Regions from separate parts of the Mus musculus genome. Here regions 1, 2, 4 and 5 are each linked to region 3. The links are chromatin contacts, called in public HiCAR-type and HiChIP or PLAC-seq maps. All regions are on one chromosome and are shown on one strand. The core of a region is the stretch at or near the end of the contact, and the rest is flanking DNA. Distances in the headings are between cores, read along the strand shown.

Region 1 (3,967 bases), core at 707-3,206, 1.2 Mb after region 3:
CGGAGGCTGGTGAGATGGCTCAGTGGGTAAGAGCACCCGACTGCTCTTCCGAAGGTCCAGAGTTCAAATCCCAGCAACCACATGGTGGCTCACAACCATCTGTAACAAGATCTGACTCCCTCTTCTGGTGTGTCTGAAGATAGCTACAGTGTACTTACTATAATAATAAATAAAAAATCTTTAAAAAAAAAAAAAAAAAAAAAAAGAAAACAAAAGTTCAGAAAGACTAAAACAACTAAAGTCTCACACATAATAAGAGCAAAAAGGATTTGAATCCATAACTTTTGGTTCCAAAACCTATTCTCTGCCCATTAGACTCCTCATTTTTATTTATTACATAAAAACCAAAGTCTCAGAGATCTTAAAACACTCTTACAACACCCAGAAAATGATGACTGAGACAACCTTTTTTAGAACTAGAATTTATGGTAAAAAGCACATTCCATAACAAATGCAGAAAACTACAACGTATTCAATGTACAAGGTTATGTATGTGTCATGAACACATTTGAAAACCAGCTAATCAAAACAAATGAAGGAGATTTTTGTAATTTCTTTCAACTGTTTTATCTTTACCCATTGGTTCCTACACAAATGATAAGGCGGGGAATGGTCTAGCATATTTTAGTATATTACATTTTGGATTCTACAAATATGAAAGTACACATTACAGAATATGGAAATATAAAAGTCAAAATTTGTAAAGCAGCTTGAGCCCACTAAATCTTAAGTGTATAATCATTAATAACATTTTGAAAAAATGTAATAAACAACTTTATTTTTCTGTGTTAACAGCTTTACATTAATTTTTCTTGTAATCTTTTTCCAGTCTGTCATTTTAAATTTCTAAAATTAAGCAGTAAACACAACTCCCCTGAAAAACAAGTTAACCCATCATACACAAAATGAAGAGAGGGAGAATTTTATGTGAGAGTGAACAATTTCCAAACTGGTTAGGAAAGATTGACTCCACATGGTCGGGTGGATCCTGGTAAGAAGCTTTTCTTCAGAACTTTTCACATTGAGTGCGCCTTCCAGAATTCCCAAACTGCCAAAGGGTAATTTTAATATTAAATAGCTCGAGGCTACAATCACTGTCAAGCTCAAAGATTTTGTAATACTGAGACTCCCTCATAGGCAATTACTTCAAACAACAAAGGACGTCTGGCACATCCTCGGGGATGAGAGTCGGTGTACAGACCTCTCCGCTCTTCCCCAAGCTAGGAACCACACCAACACAAGCATGTATCCCCACATCAGTGTTCACGACTCCTCTAAGAATGTGGAAGTGTCACCGCCATTTTCGACGACATCCCAGGGCCGACAATCTCGGCTTCGGTGCTCACTGGGGCGCTTGGCCCACAACAGCCCGCACACCCCGCTCCCAGCCCCCTGCAAGGAAGCTCTTCCAGCCCGACTAAGGGCGCACGCGGCCCGCGGGGCTCCGAAAGGCGCTCGGGCACGCGGCGGTCTTCCCGCTAGCTGTCAGGCCTGGGGAGCGGCAGACCCGCGGCGCTGGGGAAGGGGCAGCCGGACTCCCCGAGGGCGCCGCCCGCTCCTCCTCAGAGCAGCAGCATCCGGCGGCTGCGCCCACGGGCACTGCGGCGCGACGGCGCGGTCGGCGAGTGGCGAGGGGAAACAGGCCACGGCCGAGGCCCACCCGGGGTCCCTCAGCTCCACCCGCCCCGCCGCCGCCATCTTGTACGCAGCGGCTGCGACACATACAATAGTCGACCGCGACCTGGCAGGGACCGCTCGGGGCCTGCGCTAAGGACCTCTGCCTTCCAGTCCCCGGCTCCCCGCAAGGCAGCGGCCCTACCTATGCCTACCGACTAACAGCTGGATCCCATCCGTGCCCCACACAGTTTAGCACTCGGCCTCCAGTCACCGCGATGAAGCAGCTACCGCCTCCATGGGACTACACGCATGCGCATCTTCGCCTAAAGCCCTCGTCCGCTCACTGCGCCTGCGTGCCTCAGGCTCCGCGTTCTCCAGAGACGCTGTCGGGGGACAAGGCCGCCCTCTGCCAGAAGGGGGCGATCGCCAGCTATGGCTGGTCCTACACCTGCAGCGGTCTGGGTAACATCACTCAAGATTTTAGAACCTGCAAACCATCCCTCTTCTCTTCCATGAAGCCTTCTCTGATTACTATTCCCTCAGTATCACAACGTAACATTCACTTATTAACATATTCTCGCTTTTACTGCTCACTCCCATCGCCCCCTTTTTAAAGAAAAGGTCTGGAACTTTGAACTCACATAGATCCCACCTGCTTCTGCCTTCCAACTGTTGGAATTATAAGTGTGTGCCTCCACACCCAAGTACGTTGTAGCTGTCTTCAGGCACCCCAGATTAGGAATGGTTGTGAGTCACCATGTAGTTGCTGGGATTTGAACTCGTGAGCTTCAGAATAGCAGTCAGTGCTCCTAACCACTGAGCCATCTCTCCAGCCCTTATCTCCCACCTCTTAAATGGGAAATTACACCGTGCAGTGTTGGTACAGGCCTTTAATCTCAGCACTTGACAGGCAAGATGCAGGCAGAAATCTGGGAAAGAAGCCAGCCTGGTCTACAGAAGATGTTCCAGGACAACCAAAGCTACACATCCCTGTCTCAAACAACACAAAATAGATAGAATAATAAAATGGGAAATTAGAAAGGAATAAAAGTTAAGGGCTGAACTGATTGATGGCTCAGCTGTTAAGAGCACTAGCTGCTCTTCCAGAGGTCCTGAGTTCAATTTCCAGCAACCACATGGTGGCTCACAACCATCTGTAATGGGATCTGATGACTGCTTCTGGTGTGTCTGAAGACAGCTACAGTGTACTCATATACATAAAATAAATAAATAATTCTAAAAAAAAAGTTTAAGTCAAAAGACTAATATTGAAAAATTTTTATATCATTTCAGAATTCAAAAAATAAACTACCTGAGTGGTGAACATCTATAATCCTGATTGATTTTACCCATGAAAAAGATTGGGCTAAAATTTTTTTAACTGTTTTCTTCAATGTTCTATCTTTTTAAATTGACTCAGTTATGCCAATATAAGCTAGTTCAAAAAAATTAAAGGACTGCAGGACAGTGGTGAACTGCCTTTAATCCCAGCACCTGGGAGGCAGAGGCAGGTGGATTTCTGAGTTCGAGGCCAGCCTGGTCTAGAGTGAGTTCCAGGACAGCCAGGGCTACACAGAGAAACCCTGTCTTGAAAAAAAAAACAAAAAACAAAAAAAAACAAAACAAAAAAAACAAACAAACAAACAAAAAAACAAGAAATTACAAATTAAAAAAAATAAAAATTAAAGAACCATCCTCCTCGGTGAAATTTTTAGGAGTCCAGTGGTGTGGAGCAAGCAGAGATATTCCTTCCAAGGTGAAAGGTAAGTTACTGTACCTGGATCCTCCCACCATCCAGAAAGAAGCACAACGTTTAATGGGTCTATATGGACTCTGGAATGAACTACAATCCAGAAAGGAGTTGTAATGCTGCAGCTGTCCACTTCTTGGTGGTGCAGGTATAATGTTCAGGACTGCCAGTAAGCCAGGTCCTAGACTTCTCTCCCTCAGTCAACAGATCATAGGGAACCCCCCATAAGGCTTTAGGTACACGCTTGGCAGCAGACAGCTAGCTCAATTGGTCCAGTCTCGAGGATTGTTCCAGCCAGAGCTTCAGTTATGCTCTGCACTTTCCCATCACATAGGGATTGACAGCAAATGATAAAGCTAGCTTTCCCAGAACTTGGCCCATATCTCAATTTTCTTAGGGCCCCCAGAGGATGCCCTCACCCCAGACAGCTGGAGGCAATTTAAGAGAATGATAGCCTCACTCCCAAAAGGTGGGGTGGGTGGTTTTATGGTCATTTCATGGGTGATGGAAGTTTGTCATCATTAAAGGGGGGTTGATCACAAGTTGTAAATGGTCGTGATCAGGAAGGAAACCAAGTATAGGAGGTTAGATTCAAGGATC
Region 2 (3,635 bases), core at 612-3,111, 1.1 Mb after region 3:
GGAAAATGGTCTAACAGTGAGAGGCCGAGGATCCTGATAAGGGAAACTGGTTGCCTAGCAAGCAAGAGGACTAAAGCTGGATGTTAAAACAAACAAACAAACAAACAAAACCTAGGTGTGGTGGCAAATATTTGTAAGCCCAGCACTGACGGGTGACAGAGTCAGGTAAAATCCTAGGGCTCCAGGGCCAACCAGTTTTTATGGCGTTTCATTGACCTGGGAAATTGTAAGCCAATGAGATGTCTCAAAATGTCTCAAGAAAGAAAGAAAGGAAGGAAGGAAGGAAGGAAGGAAGGAAGGAAGGAAGGAAGGAAGAAAGAAAGAAAGAAAGAAAGAAAGAAAGAAAGAAAGAAAGAAAGAAAGAAAGAAAGGAAGAAAAAACAAAACCAAACCTAAGCAGCGCCTTCGACCAGAGGTCCTCCAGCCTCTCCTACATGCATATATACACACACCACACACAAAAAAAGTGCTCTACCACTGAGGTATACCCAACTTCCCTAACAATTTCCGTATAGTGAAAGTCTGGGCGACAGCTGAGAGACGGTCAGGGGAGAAAGAAGGAAGAACCCTGCTGAAAGTTTCCTGACATCAGGAACACCCTGGCAAGCCTGACCAGTGAAACACCAGGGAGGCCTAGGATGTTTCAAATCACACTTTGCAAAAGAATCAGCCGGATAGTCACCCGCGACCACCCGAGACCAAGAACAAACACGTGATCTGGAGCTCAGCTCAGTCCCTGTCTCTCATATTATTTGGGGGTGGGGCTGCATGTAAAGTGGACAAACCCTTGGAATCCTGATGTCCCCACTGTTGTCACAAAGGTTAACACTTTTGTGACAAGCCGTGCCTCAGTTTCTCTACACGCTGCTCTCCTTTTTAAATATATTTTCCGCAGAGCCCCGGGGTACAGCTCCTGGTGAGAGGAAGCCCTCTCTCCTCTCCTTATTTATCTCTCTCTGCAGAACTGGGGTCCTGACTCACCACTATTGTCCCTTCTCTCATTTTGACAGGTCCTTCCTCTTCCCTTTCCCCTCCTGAGACACCCCTCCCTTGGGAATCTGCCTGAAGCCATAGTGAAAGGGCCAGATATGTGGAGGAAGAAGTAGTCTCAGCAGAGAAACCCTTTCTGGTCTAAGCAGCACAAGACTTAGCAACTTGAATTTGGAAAGCATCCCACATCCCAGACACTCCTCAGACTTCCTGCGACAAAGCCACATCCATAGTATTCAGTTCCTCTTCCTTCTGGTTGAGATTTGGCCATTCAAACGGACAGTGTTCAGTCAGATTCATGGATAGATGGATGGGACGGTAACTTTCAAAGAGCACTATTAAAACGCTCACAAACCAGTTCAGTTATGTGGTGGCCCTGATTACACCGCTACCCTCTGCGTCTTCCAACCCACCCTGTGCCCACTATCCAGCCTTTCTTCCTTCTGAGTACTGTCTTGGGAAAGTAATAACTCCTGGCCTAGAACAGTACTTCCAGTTTTCCTAAACTCTGTAACATTTGCTGTTTCCTTGCTGTCAGTCCTGGGGCGGGATTCCTGGTCTGATCTGGGCCCACAGACCCCAAAGCTAGATGCAGAGAAACAAACGGATGGTACCCAAGCCTGAATGAAGTGGCTTCAGGACTCTCACCTCGAAAAATCAGGCTGGCAACTGGATCGCTGCGCCGGTCCTTCTTCACATTGGGGAGGTTGCTGGCCCTTGCCAGCAAGCAACAGAGCATGGCTCCGCAGCCCAGGCGCGTGGGACGGAGAGGGAGTAGGAGCTTAGGACTCAGTCACTACTGCCCTGCCAGAGTTCAGATCCAGGATGGCTATGCCAAGAGAGCAGTTGATTCTGCTGCGCCTCCGCGGAGACTTGGTCAGCTTAGAATGCGAGGCTGCGCGTGGGATAAGGTACACCCAGGGGGCGGATCCTTCCTTCCATCCCGGCCTGGGTCCGCCCTCAGGGCGGTGGCCAAGGAGGAGCAAGGAATTACTCTGGACCAGGCACTGGTGCCTTGTTCTGAGGGTCTCCAGAGAAGGAAACGCTGCTGCGAGGTACTGGATGAGTGGCTGGCAAGAACAGGGCAGGGTTGTTGCCTGGGGTAGCGCGGGTCCAAAGAGTCTCGCAGTAAACGCCGAATAAGTGCGCACTGTGTGCCCAGTGACCCAGGCACAACTGCTAGTGAGCTGCCACGGAAATCTCCTGGCGACACCTAGAGTTGTTGAGGTCTAACTCAAATCACACTACGTTCCCAGTCGCTGCCCATTCGATTTCCTGCAGTTCTCCACTGCAACAATCTTTGCACTCTTCACCCTCCAAGGTTGAGAAAGTTGCTAAAGTCACGACCCTTAAGTCATTCCAGTCCTGAGCACGCATCTGTGTGTTGTCTGATCCTGTAACAGCTTAGGAAGATCCTTCCCAACAGCACCCAAGCTTCTCTTCCCCACCTCCACCCCCACACACTCCAGCAGGTAAATGGGGGTGGGGCGGGGGCATGGTCCCGGCCCTTTTCATTTTGAGGGACACAACACTTTCAGAGGGGATATCCTGCTCGTGCCCTCCACACCTGCTCCCTGTATGACTTGGCAGGGCAGACAACCAACTCTGCTTATGTGGATGCTTAGCGGTCAGACAGCGATTCTCAAGTTGCCCAGTCTCCCTCTCTCTTGACAGCACACACATGTGGGAACCACACCACTCAGCCTAAACGCCAACCACACGCTCTTTTTGCATTACCTTTTGAAAGAGCCTCCAAACTCTATTTCCATTTCCTCCTCTACTCTCCTGAACTATTCAGTCATGCTTTCAAATCTTAACACACCACCAAAAAGAGCCTATGGGCTCTGCTTGAAAATATGGCCAAAGAAGAAAAAGAAGAGGCGGGGGGAGGAGGAAGGGGAGGAGGAGGAGGAGGAAACAAAAAGATCCTGATGGAGCAGGTTCTCCATAAATAATTATTTTTAAAAGAAATGTAAACCATTTGGTGGCACACACCTTTAATCCCAGCACTTAGGAGGCAGAGGCAGGCAGATCTCTGTGACTTCAAGGCCAGCCTGCTCTACAGAGTAAGTTCCAGAACAGCCAAAACTACAGAGAAATCCTATCTTGGGGAAAAAAAAAAAGCGCCAGGCCAGCACCCTTTGGGTTCTGATGCGCTGTTCACTCTGACTGGAGTGCTGTCTCTTGCTCTTCCTTTGCAGATCCACTCTAGGATCAGGGTGGCCTTGAGCACTGGACCTTGGACTTTGGATCTTCTTACCACCCCTTCCTCAGTGCTGGGATTATAGGCATACACCAAAGTGCCCACTTTATGCAATCTGGAGCTCAAACTAGGAAAGTGTTCTATCAATTGAGCCACATGGCACCTTCCCGGACCCCAAGACTCCCTTGCATGTTGCTTTTCAGCAGCAATAGCTAGGTAATGTCTACACCGTATCTCTTTCCCACATTTCCATTAGAATATTGGGCAGTCTCTAAGAAACTAGGGGAGCTTTGCTTAGCTACTGTAACCTTCGTAGTACCTGAAACAGGGTTCTGCACATGGCATGGGGCTGTCTATAAATGTCTTCTAAACAGTTCACTAAGAGGTCATTGAACTCCACACTCCTCATTGGTCAGCTCTAGCTGGTGATGCCACATCAGAC
Region 3 (4,219 bases), core at 263-2,762:
TGCTACTGTAGTAAACCAGTATAATTGCTAATAGCATTCTAAATAACCTTATAACCACAGTTTAGGTGTGGCTCCCAACCTCACCAAAGAAGTTTCTTGCAACAGACAGTGACCATTCCAGAAAACCACAAACAGTCAGAATACAGAGAAGAACGACCATGGAGTTCTCAGTCCCAATGGTTACATCTACAACACAACTCCTGCACCCAAGACTCAGGAAACATTTCTGAAGAGAGGGTCAGAAAGATTTCAAAGCCAGAGGATCAGGAAATGTGCTGTGAGATTGTGTTTCCTAAAAACTACAGGGAAGATTCACCTATGAACTACAGGCAAGTAAAGGAGAGAGAGAGAGAGAAAGAGAGTCTTTCTCTATGGGAGCCCTCTATGCTGGTTATCCAATGCCAAGTGGCCAGCCTTGAAATCACATATATGCAACACTGAACAACTCAGTAGCTTGTAACTGTATATTTATGTGTAGACACACATCCACATCTTCACACACAATTAGAGAAGAGAAGGCCAGGATTTTGGGGTGGGAGGTGAGGGGTGCATAGGTAGACTGGAAGGAAGAAAAAGGAATGTAGAAAAACGATGTAATTTTATTTTAATAATAAAAAAAGGCCAAATGTGGTGGTAGATGTCTTTAAATACAGAACTTTGGAGGGCTGAGGCAGGTAGGTATCTGTGAGTTCAGGGCCAATCTTATCTACATAATGAATTTCAATTCTATCTAGGACTACATAATGGGACCTTTTCTCAAGAGAAAAAAAGAAAAGAAAAGAAAGCTGGTTGTGGTGGGTCTTGCTCATAGGAAATGATTAAGAGGTGGAGGCAGAAACAGCCAGTACTGAAAACATACATTCAAGTTACATTATACAAACTGAACATATTTAGGTATATATTTATATGCATATATGCATACAATAACAGTGAATAGAGGGGCCATGAATTTGAAGAGGAGTGGGGAAGGGGTATGTAGGAGGCTTTGAAGGGAGGAAAGGGAAAGGAGAAATCTTATAATTATATTATAATCTAAAAAAAAAAAAAAAAGAAGAAGAAGAAGTGGAAACAGGATGATCATGAGTGCAAGGCCAGCCTGGGCTTCATATTAGGGGCTGGAGAGAAGACTCAGCTGATAAACACTGAACACTGTGGTTCTTCCCTGCACCTACTAGTGACATCACAACCATCTGTAACTCCAGTCCCAGGTGATCTGACACCTTCTGCTGATTTCCTTGGGTACCATGCATACATGTAGTGCACAGATATACATACAAGCAAAATACACATAAACGATTTTAAAAAAATGTGCTGGGTTAGTACCACTGCCTGATTTGATGTCACTGTATACATGTGTCGTAAAGCTCTGCATCTATATCAAAGTAGAGGCAATTTGCGCAGATTCAGTGTGTGTGAATGGGCAGAATCCAGTTCAGCCTGACCCAGAGAACTACGAATCCCAGTGGGCTGCGCGCGACGCTCGCGGCCCGGCTGACGCCAGGGGGCGTGGCATCCGAGGGCGGGGTCGCGCTGCGGGGTGCTGGCCCAGCGGCCGCAGATCCTGGGCAGAGGGATCGTGGGGTACTCGCTGAGAGAGGGCCGCGCGGCAGCGCCCTGCGATGGAGCGGGCGAAGATGGCGGAGGAGAGCCTGGAGACGGCGGCGGAGCACGAGCGGATCCTGAGGGAGATCGAGAGCACAGACACGGCCTGCATCGGGCCCACGCTCAGGTACTGGGGCGGGGCCGGGTCGGCTGGAGCAGGCGGAGCGCGGCGGCTGGCTGTGGGGAGAGTCGCGGGTGTCCCGCGTCCTGGGCGAGGCCCTGCTGGGGAGCTACTCTGAGGAGAAAGGGTGAGGCGCGGCTCTACTGGGCCGCCGCTCCCTTTGGTTAGCTGCTCTTCAGTCAGGAGCAAGCGCCGGCTCTGCGCGCTGTGGAACTGCCCATCACAGGTCCTCCGAGAGCGTCCCGGTTTTCTCGGTCCTGGAGGAAGTGTCCTCCCACCTTCCCTCGCCTGAGAGCCCAGTTCGTGAGGACGACCCAGTCCAGGTGTAGTCTCAGGACCTTGCCACTACCTGGACATGCTCTGTGCTCCCTCCCCTGACACCTTCTCCGAGAGCTTCCACCTGCATTGCCCGTGGAGATGTCAGGACGTACCCGGCCTTTCTCGGCTTACTTACCTTGCACTTGTTACACAGAGCGTGAGGCATTGTGTGAGTTAATGTGCAAACACATCTATGGAAGCCGTTGAGCAATCCTACCGCTGGGGTACAGTTACCGTTCCCTCTGTATCAGACGAGATGCCTGGAAGAGGAGTGACTTATCCAAGGTCGCAGAGGAAGGGAAATGGGTTTCTTGTTCCCAGCTCAGACACTGCACTGAACACCCTGCCTTTCCGTCTTTTTAATTTTTTTGTGGTGTTGTGGATGGAACACAATGTCTTGCAGTGTGCCAGGCAAGCCCTCTTCAGCTGAACTGTGCACAGCCCACAGATTCTTCGCTACTTTTGTTCTGCCTTAGTTGCGGATTGCCATCTGCTGTACTTCCTGTTGAAAATTATTCAGCAAGCCCAATTTTGAACACCCCCCCCCTCAGTTTCCTGGTGTCCTAGAACTAGTTCCTTCCAATCCTTTCCTGTAGTACTTTCTGGTCTCTGTTCAGTACATGAGTTGAAAATCATCTTTACCCCTCCTTGTACAATATATATCAATGCGCCTCCCTCCATAGAGCATCACTAATCAGTGTTGGCATTTTCATGGGGAGAGTTGTCCCTGTCACGAGTGACCAAGACTGGGACTTTTACTTTTAGCTTCACTTGCACAGCATTCTTCTCCAGGCTCCATTTTTGGTGCCAAGCAAGTTTTCTCAGTGTCATTCCTGGAAATAACTGTCCTTAATAGTTTGTCTTTCCTCCCCTCTGCCCACCCCCACAACCCAGAGCCTTGGAATGCCACACAATGCTCTTCCACTGAATTGAACCCCATCTTTCCCCCTGCCCCAGGTGATTTTTAACTCCCGTTTCTTATTGTGCCAGTTCTTTCACAGAGTTGATTCCTTTTCCTCTGAATCAACATCATGACCATGATCTTGGTCGTGCTCCTCTCCTTTACTGTTTTCTTGTGGGAAAGGCCAGTGATTTACATTTCGTCGTAGTCCTTTCTAAAAGCCCAGTTGTCACTCACTAATATTCTCCTACATATGTTATTAGTGGCTATTACTATTTGGCTTTCAGTAACTAAAGTGATAGTAGAGTGACTGAAAATGTTATGTTAAGAAATTTGTCTGTTAAGTTGAGGGTTTAGAATCACCAGAATTTTAGGAAGAATTTCTTATCAGGACATGCTGTCTTGAGTTGCTTGTGGTTTCTGATTGCTGTTGTTTTATGTAATAAATAACTTTAATTTAGATTACTGTGATTTAGTGTGTTAACCCTCAGTGAAATAGTAGTACATTTTGTCTTTTATTTCTAGCATGGATATGTAGTTTCCCTTATTCCAGGCTGTCTTCATACTTGCTCTCTAGCTGAGGGTACCCTTGAACTTCTGATCTTCATCATACTTCCTAAGAGCTGGGATTATAGTTTAGCCTCATCAAGCTTAGTTTTATCACAGTCATGCTAGTGACTGAACAGGCTCGCTGCTGCCTGTCAGGTGAGCATTCGACCAACTGAGCTCTATGTCCAGCACCAGTAGTGTGTATTTGTATAAACTGAATTTTGCTGTTTAATTTTCTTGGCTTTAGTAATACATTGTAACTTAATCATGTTGGTATCTTGGCTTTAGTAATATATACATTATAATTTAAACATGTTACCTATTCTCCCCCAATTTTTTTCATTATTGTAACTGAATTCTTTTTCTTCTGGTTCTGTGTGTGTGAATTATGAAGTCTTTTACTTTATGAGGACATTGTTAGTAACAATAAAAAAGGTGCAGGAACTATTACATGACCCTATTAGGTCTAGTTGCTTTCTCTGGCTATAGTATTAGAAGTTTTGTATTAGGGCTGGAGAGATGGCTTAGTGGTTAAGAGCACAGACTGTTCTTCCTAAGGTCCTGAGTTCAAAGCCCAGCAACCACATGGCGGCTTACAACCATCTGTAATGAGATCTGACGTCCTCTGCTGGTGCATCTGAAGACAGCTACAGTGTTCTTAGATATAATAATAAATAAATCTTAAAAAAAGATGTGGATTAAACTTTTTTAACATTCATATGTGTATG
Region 4 (3,988 bases), core at 1,479-3,978, 1.0 Mb after region 3:
CACGCAGACTCCCAGGGCAAACCCTGCCCTGAGGTTGAGAAGATGCCAGCTACCACTGTATCTCAGGCTTGCATCCTCCAGACTGGGGACCAAGGAGGGAAAACAGACTAACAAAGGCAGGACCAGCAACAATTCAGGCTCAGAACACTGAGAAAGGAACCCAGAGGCGACCCCAGCACCCCTTTAATACCACATTCAAGGCTTGGATGTAACTGGCCCTGCATGGTTAGAAGCTACCACCAGGTGTCGCCACGTGAGCAGCGAGTATTAATAGACCCCAGTGCCCTCCTTCCTATGACTGATGAACCACTGGGGCTCTTTGGAGAAATAAGTAATTGTACAAGATAATCCTAGACTATCTTTTTGTTCCAGGAAGGTCTCAATAAACTACAGAAACACATCGAAGGGACAGTAAGGAGCTGGGGAAAGTGGCTCAGAGGTTAAGAGCCCTTGCTGGTCTTCCAGAAGACTAAGGTCCAGGTCCCAATAACATGCATGAAACCCTGGGTTCAATCCCAGCATCACGTAAAGCAGGTCTGGTGCACACACCTATATTACCACTGCATCGGTGGGGTGGAGGCAACAAACCCCTGAAGCCCATTCGTCAGCCAGCCACATCCATGATCTCCAGATTCAGCCAGAGACCCTGACTCGAAAGATCAGATAGAGAGTGAAGGACCTCAACCTTTGGCCTCCATTGCTGTGTGCACACACATAAGAATAACACACACAACTGACGAGCCTCGAGGAGGTCTGTGCGTCGGATGAGCTCTACGTCGATATGGCTTTCATCTCTTTGAAAGAGATGCTACGGAGAAGGCCTTTCACTCAAAATACACACTCCGGCATCAAGGGAGATGGCTAGGCGGTGGTGACGTGGTCTCAAGTGACCCAGGACACAGAGTGGTTTGGACTCCTCTTAGAAGGTTCTCTCTCCCACTCTCTGACAGAATCTCTCACTATGCTCCTCTGTATTCTGTGCTGGCCTTGGTTTCACTAAGTCTTCTAGGCTGGCCTCCAATTCATAGAGTCATCCTGCTTCAGGCTTCCCAGTGCTGGAATTACAGGCATAAACCATCAAACCAGCTTCTTTGGTGCTGGTGGTGGTGGTGGTGGTGGTGGTGGTGGTGGTGGTGTGTGTGTGTGTGTGTGTATGTGTGTGTGTGTGTGTGTGTGAAGGTCAAAGTCATTCTAAGGTACCATGCCTCCCTCAGGATCCATCAATCTTGTTTCTCTCATTGGCCTGGGGTTCACCCATTAGGCTCAGCCAACTGCTCAGTGAGCTCCAGGGATCCACCTGGCTCCACCTTCCCCAGGCTGAAATTACTGTCCCACCACACCTATCTCATTCAAAGTTGGTTTGGGGATTGGAACTCAGGACCTCGAGATTGCAAGGCAAGCTGACTGTGGCAGCTCCCCAGCCCTGCTTCTACACTTAAACCATTTCAAAATAAAAGATCTGAGCCAGACACTTAAACCACTTCAAAATAAAAGATCTGAGTCAGCCAGTGGTGTCCCCCAGAAGCAAAGGGCTTCTGCTCAGCAGCACAGGTCCTAGCAGGAACCCCCAGCTCAGAGGTTCTTCCCACCTGCCTGTGCTGTACCAGGACGGCAGGGGGATACAAGTAAGAGAGGTGGAAGTCTGCTCCTGGACCTTCTCCAGGGAGTGAGGACTGCATCCCAGGCCGCAAGGTGAGCTGCTAACCTCTCCTTACCACTCGTGCCTCTCCCCACCTCTGTGCAGACTTAGCAGGTGGCTCACTGAGCAGGGCCCAGCCCTTCTCTCCCATTCACCACATCCTGGCTTTCATGTATTCAACTTAGAGTCATTGTGAAGGATGGTCAGGCTCCACAGGCAGCCTGGGGTCTGGGGACAATGGAGAGGAGGCTGCAGGTTCTCAGCTTGAGTATGAAGTGCAAACAGAATATGAAAGCCAGGCCAAGGGCAGGGATTGCAGATCATTTCCAGCCTTCCTCAGTATGCAGTTTGCAGAAACCAGGCTGAAAGGTTCCATCCCAGAGCACAGTGAGTTTGGAGGGAGTAAGTGTGGAAAACATCAGTGTCTTAGGTTTGGAGTAAAGGAGCGGAGATCTTGGCAGGAAGGTAAGAGCCTTTGGTTGAAGGCTACAGGGAGGAAGCTGCTTCAACCTAGAGGGTAACAGGAAAGCACCAGACAGGTCTCTTGACTCCAAGGGCTGCTCTTGACAGAAACCTTGATATCTCTAGCTGCTCGGTGCACCAGGCTGCAGAAACAGCTAGGAGTCTCCTCAGGGTCCAAGAAGAGTCAGCTTCAAATGCCACTGGAGGCTTCCTAGACTAATGTAGCTGACTGCAGAGCTCAAAGAGAAGGCAACAGGTGACACCGGAAGTGACTGAGACCGTTTCAGAAAACACTGCGTGAAAGCAACCCCAGTGGCTCTCTTTTCCCAGTAAGAACCCAGTATGGTCTCATTCAGCCCAGCCCAAATTAGTCCCAACTCGACTTTCCTAACCAGTCAAAGGTTCAAATACATACATACATGCACGCACGCATGCACACACACACACACACACACACACACACACACACACACACACACACACACACATGCACGCACGCACAGCCTGTCTATGAGGACTGACAGCCCACAACCCTGCAGGCTTCACTGGGAAGTATGTCGGGTTCAGCAGTAGCATCCTGTCATGTAGACAGACCCAGAATCCTAGTGAACAGGAAGAAAGAACCCTGAAGGGTATATTTAGACCACTAAAAATAACAGGAGGCCAGCAAGGAGGACTGGGAATGGTTTGTGCAGACTAGGAGAGAATGGGAAAGCTGGGGGAGGGGCTAGACCGACAAGAGAGGAAAAGGAAGGGGTCTTGACTGGCCCCAGGTGGGCAGGGGAGAGTTGTCTGCCTCCCTCCCCTGGTGACCTGTGACCCAGATGACTCAGATATTCCCTATCTGGAGAATGGAGCTGGCAATGATTCTGGGCAGTCTGCCAGGCAGGCTAAGGAAGCCACTCAAGGCTGACTAGAACACAGGACAGGAGGTGACGGAGTAGGCTAGACTCAGAAGTAGCCAAGTAGGGGCGTGGCAGGCTTCGTTGAGCCTTGCAGGTCCCAACCATGAATCTTTTCTAGCACCCTAACCTATAGCCAAGGAGAGCCATGCTTGGCTCCCAGGAGCTGGCCTCTGGCATAAGACACAGGGCCCCAAACAAAAGCTGGCTATGGACAGAGACATGCAGACATTTACCCCCGTGGGTTGCTGCTTGGCGTCTAGCAGAGGTGCGTTGAAGCTGGCAGAGAGGCTGGGGGTGGCAAGGACCTCCTGGAGTGGGATCTTGGCTTCCCCCAGGAACCTGGGAAGACAAAGAAGTCCAAGGGTGAGAACCAGCCTAATGTGCCTGGCTCGTCTCTTACCTCCTCCACCGCCTAGTTCTTTCGGAGTCCTTTAAGGTTTCTCTGTACCCACGGTACCATGAGTGCCATGTAGCATGTAAGATGGTTCCTGTGGTAACATGTACCCATGTGAGATGCTCTCATGATAGCATGTACCCATGTAAGATGGTTCCCATGGTAACATGTACTCATGTGAGATGGTCCCTTGGTAGCATATACCCATGTAAGATAGTTCCTATGGTACCATCTTAAGGAGAAGAGAGAGATCAGAGACGCCTGCCCTTCCCTTCCCCAAGCTCAACCTTAACCTCTTTCTGTCTGGCCTTAGAAGCCTAGCCATGCTATTGCCGTGGGTAGGGGCAGATTCTCACCAGACAGATTACTTATTTACTTATTTGTTTACTTACTTACTTAGAGACAGGATCACATGTAGCCCAGGCTGACCTCAAACTGGCTCTGTAGCTGAGAATGATCCTGATCTTCTGACTCTCCTGCCTTTATCTCCCAAGTGCTGGGATTGCAGGTGCTCCCCACCACACCCTGTTTATACAGTGCTGGCGATCAAGCCCAGGGCTTCACGCATGCTTTGCAAAGCACTCTCTC
Region 5 (3,854 bases), core at 496-2,995, 1.2 Mb after region 3:
CTTAATGGGCAGTATAAGCATAGAAGACAGTGGTGCTAAGGGTGCTTTGAACTGTGGGACTTGGCTCAAGAAAAGAATATGAGTATGTGACCTAGAAACCATTCTTATGATATTTTGGTGAAGAGTATATCTGCTTTCTGCCCTTCACCCCCCCCCCCAAAAAAAAAGTCTGTCTGCCGCTAAATTGAAGAATTCTGGACCAACAGCTTTAGCAGAGGACATTCCAAAACAATCTAGCATTGTGTCTGTTAAGTAGCTAATAGTGGCCAGTCTTATGCAGATCTACAATGAAAAGGGAAAAGCTGACTGAGGAAAAATACAAAAGGAAGTGCAAACAGATTAAAGAAAAGCCAGATGCTTGGTGAAATAAAGAGAGTTGTGACCTCAGAGCAAGATCCCACGCACAGAGCTTCCAACTTGTAAACAGGAATTAAAGAAAAGCTTAGGACCAGGTGTGGTGGGGGTGGGGGTGGGTGTTGGGGTACACATCTTTAATCCCAGTACTTAGAAGGCAGAGCCTGGTAGACAGATCTCTGAGTTCAAGGCCAACCTGGCCTATAGACTGAGTTTCAGAACAGCCAAGCTTAGGCAATGGGGAAAAAAAATTGAAAACAGAAAACTAATGAAAATAATGAATATGTAACTGAACGAGGAGACCATGTTCTAGCCTCAGTAAGCAGCGGAACTTCTGCCACTTGGTTTTAGCTTTAGAGTCAAGGATACAAGAAAAAAGATATGGACTCTCCCTTCTCAATTAAGGGGAAAAAAAAAACAGGCATGTGTCAGGAGTGTTCCTTCATGGAGGCCTAGAGATGTCATTGTGTAAAGCTGAAGCCTGGATTGCCTTGGCGATGCCTGAGCCAGGGGGTTACATGCCCAGGAAAGCTGCTAACAGAGAGTGAAACCAGCCCAAGAAAAAGAACTGTGTTTTGGAGACCTGGAGAGTATTTTGACATTAGATGTGAAGGTACACAGTTTGGAGTTTGCCCCGCTGGTTTTTCATCTTATCTTAGTCCCATATTTCCTTACTATGGTCCCTTTCCTCCTTTTTTGGAATGCTAATGTGTATTCTTTGCCACTGTATTTTGTATTTTCAAAGCAAGCCTGTGTTGTATTAAAGACTTAGTTAAAGGCCTGCCCAGATAATTGTGTGAGTCTCAAAAATTATGGAAGGCTAGGCATTGCAGCTCAGTGGTAGGAAGAACACTTCTTGAGGCCCTGGGTTTAATCCCAGGCACTGCAAAAACAAAGTAAACCACCCTGCTGAGACTTTTCCATCCTCCAGAGATCCTGGCTGTGCTAGTTTCCTACTACATAGGAGCCTGTCTTACTATGCGCTATTTCAATCCTGGGACTTCCAATAACCAGATCCAAGCAGGAGACTGATCCAGCACCTATCACCAATCTCTTCTGGAGGGTTTTACCCTGCCTACTACTACTCTATAACAGTGCTTGTGGACATTGCTATCCTATATGACAGTGAGAACTCAGCAATCTGTTGAGGTGGAAGCTGGTCCAGGAAGACCTACACATGAGCAGCACTGTCTCCTGTCAGCACTTGTGGGAGTTCATGCCTGATCTCTACTTCTATAGAGATTCCCAAAGAGACTAAAAAGGGAGAAGTAGGCTACTGCTGAAAGGCAGTGACCAAGGAGGAATTCAGGGTGAATGGACTACACAGTCTGAGTGAGAGGGCTCGGCTGATTCCATGACAGGCTTCAAATTGTTAGTCAAGGAGTCTAGGCCTAAATCTGTTTCCAAGAACTGGGCAATTCCAGGCAAGTCCAGGCCTCAGAAGCTGCCCTGCCATCTGGCCTGAAACAAGGACAATGAGTCAGCACAAGTTTCAAGATTTCCTCAGCTATTTCTTCAGCAATAGTTTCCAGACATCCCAAGCAGGTTTCTAGGTCCCACACCCCAGTAATGGAATGTCCATAGAGATGGACCCAACAGATTAACATATAGGCCACCTACCCCAGAATTACCTAACGTGCTTTAAATCAGGCCTGCAAACTCACTTGGTTTTCTCTCTGTCTTGGTCATGGGAGACCTCAGCTTGCTGGACCTCTGCAAAATAAAACTGTTGGTATTTTGTCTATGCCCCACTCCACAGTTACCTAACAATAGCCAGGTCTGTCTGACTTGCTATAAAAGGGGCTGCTTGCCCCCTCCTCTCTCTCTCTTGCCTTCTTGCTCTAGCCCTGTCCTCTTGCCCCTTCCCTTCTCTCTCCCCATCCCCTTCCCACATGCTCATGGCCGGCAGCTTCTTCTTCTTCTTCTTCTTCTTCTTCTTCTTCTTCTTCTTCTTCTTCTTCTTCTTCTTCTTCTTCTTACTCGTCCTCCTCCTCCTCTTCTTCCTCCTCCTCTTCCTCCTCTTTCTCCTCCTCCTCCTTCTTCCTCTCTCTCTCTCTCTCTCTCTCTCTCTCTGCCATTCTCTGTCTCTACTTCCTCAACTCCCCTCCCCATACCCTGAATAAACTCTCTTCTATACTATACCATCATGTGGCTGGTCCCTCAGGGTGAAGGGATGCCTCATCATGGGCCTGCAGAGGCACCCCTTCCCCCACACCTGACTGACTACACATCCATCAAACATATTCTTCTCTCCTTATCTTTTTATAAAACACAACATAAACACTCTGCGTTTACATACTATTTGAGTCCAGGGTATCCTTCTCTGGTGAGTCATGGACCCTTACATGAGGTGGCCGACAGGTCTGTAGATGAGGAGGTACCCTCTGCTCCTGATGCCCAGTTCCCTACTGAAGTGAAAGACTGGTTTGCAGCTCCCAGTGTGCAAGACACTGAATAGCAGGAATAATCACTCAGTGGACTTAGCAGTTCTTCTACATGCAAAGTCAGAATAAGCTTATTAGAAGACAAACACAAAGGCGGGCTTGTTGGCGCACGCCTTTAATCCCAGCACTCGGGTGGCAGAGGCAGGCAGATTTCTGAGTTCGAGGCCAGCCTGGTCTACAAAGTGAGTTCCAGGACAGCCTGGGCTATTCAGAGAAACCCTGTCTCGAAAAACCAAAAGAAAAAGAAAAAGAAAAAGAAAAAGAAAACAAACACCATTTCTTTAACTAAAAACAAACAAACAAAAGAACCCCCTCAGATTTCAGAAAGGCAAACTGAAAAGATCAAAAGTTACCCACCAAGACTAAAGTACTGTGAATATACCAGGGCAGTCAGCCTAAAAGTGGGCCACTATCACCAATACTAGTTCTGCATTAGTGGCCAGAGACTTCTGGAAGGGCAGGGCATAAACATGGAGAATTCAAGCTGTCTTCAAGGAGGGAATAAAGGGAAATTGATTTCATTCAGAGCCAAGTATAGGAAGTTTGCTCCTAAGGGAAGTCTCAGAAATCTGGAGAAATTAGAGGAAGAAGCAGACAGCGTTGGTGTCCATGAGTTATGCCATAGGCCAGCAAGTTTACCTGGGACAGAGAATGACAGGTGCTTCAGGGGACATAAACAAGCATCAAGGGCTGTTCTCAAAAACCACCCAAGCAAAGATCTGAAAGTTTAATTGAGTCAGACCGCTGAGAAATTTGTGCCTTGGAGCATGATCAGAAACGACACCAAAGTCACCAAACAAATCTCAGGACTGACTGAAACCAAGAGAGGCCTTGTATCAGAGACCTGATAAAACACTGTTTATTCCAGAGTAACAGGACAGGTGTAAAGAGCTGTCCATCACAAAGAACACAGACCTCACCAAACAGTGCCCACAGGTCACTGAAGAAGCACAGCCCCAGGGGAGAGGAGGAATCTACCCAGATGTCACATGTTCAACCACAAAAATCACAAGCCATGTAAAGAAGACATAAACTATGACTCGTGCAGAGGAAAAG

What was found. HiCAR-type assays count read pairs that join an accessible place to other places. HiChIP or PLAC-seq counts read pairs in DNA pulled down with a chosen protein or histone mark.
Region 1: a contact with region 3 is called in a HiCAR-type map of astrocytes, with 6 times the contacts expected there. The contact joins the promoter of Zfp638 here to the promoter of Exoc6b in region 3. A contact is called at or near these places in 5 of 39 promoter capture datasets (3T3-L1-derived adipocytes, cranial neural crest, frontonasal cranial neural crest and 2 more), 3 of 115 datasets of contacts at active chromatin or transcription factors (astrocytes, pro-B cells and stem cell-derived neural progenitor cells) and 1 of 9 other capture datasets (embryonic stem cells).
Region 2: a contact with region 3 is called in a HiCAR-type map of astrocytes, with 4 times the contacts expected there. The contact joins the promoter of Dysf here to the promoter of Exoc6b in region 3. A contact is called at or near these places in 2 of 39 promoter capture datasets (cranial neural crest and hippocampal neurons) and 4 of 115 datasets of contacts at active chromatin or transcription factors (astrocytes, embryonic forebrain, pancreatic cancer cells and 1 more).
Region 4: a contact with region 3 is called in an H3K27ac HiChIP or PLAC-seq map of embryonic stem cells, with 5 times the contacts expected there. The contact joins the enhancer-like site here to the promoter of Exoc6b in region 3. A contact is called at or near these places in 8 of 39 promoter capture datasets (the 3T3-L1 cell line, 3T3-L1-derived adipocytes, cranial neural crest and 5 more), 4 of 115 datasets of contacts at active chromatin or transcription factors (astrocytes, embryonic stem cells, forebrain and 1 more) and 1 of 9 other capture datasets (embryonic stem cells).
Region 5: a contact with region 3 is called in an H3K27ac HiChIP or PLAC-seq map of embryonic stem cells, with 2.5 times the contacts expected there. The contact joins the enhancer-like site here to the promoter of Exoc6b in region 3. A contact is called at or near these places in 8 of 39 promoter capture datasets (the 3T3-L1 cell line, 3T3-L1-derived adipocytes, the HPC-7 cell line and 4 more), 6 of 115 datasets of contacts at active chromatin or transcription factors (astrocytes, embryonic forebrain, embryonic stem cells and 1 more) and 1 of 9 other capture datasets (embryonic stem cells).

What each region holds. Positions count from the first base shown.
Region 1 is chr6:83,912,342-83,916,308 of GRCm38.p6, reverse strand. Zfp638 (zinc finger protein 638) reads right to left here and starts at 1,956. Exons shown (of 27, transcript NM_001355286.1): 1 at 1,830-1,956.
Region 2 is chr6:84,017,612-84,021,246 of GRCm38.p6, reverse strand. It overlaps Dysf (dysferlin), which reads right to left and starts at 1,861. Exons shown (of 55, transcript NM_021469.3): 1 at 1,639-1,861. The coding sequence starts at 1,729.
Region 3 is chr6:85,066,806-85,071,024 of GRCm38.p6, reverse strand. It overlaps Exoc6b (exocyst complex component 6B), which reads left to right and starts at 1,512. Exons shown (of 22, transcript NM_177077.2): 1 at 1,512-1,729. The coding sequence starts at 1,620.
Region 4 is chr6:84,057,776-84,061,763 of GRCm38.p6, reverse strand. Dysf (dysferlin) reads right to left here. Exons shown (of 55, transcript NM_021469.3): 4 at 3,240-3,345. Among named protein-coding and RNA genes, the nearest start is that of Dysf, 40 kb to the right of the region's middle. Within about 2 kb of position 2,728, at least 26 of the 459 cell types and tissues checked have an H3K27ac peak or open chromatin away from gene starts, as enhancers often do. A contact at or near this core is called in embryonic stem cells, where this site is marked.
Region 5 is chr6:83,886,937-83,890,790 of GRCm38.p6, reverse strand. It overlaps a transcript of Zfp638 not described here. Among named protein-coding and RNA genes, the nearest start is that of Zfp638, 25 kb to the left of the region's middle. Within about 2 kb of position 1,745, at least 30 of the 459 cell types and tissues checked have an H3K27ac peak or open chromatin away from gene starts, as enhancers often do. A contact at or near this core is called in 3T3-L1-derived adipocytes and embryonic stem cells, where this site is marked.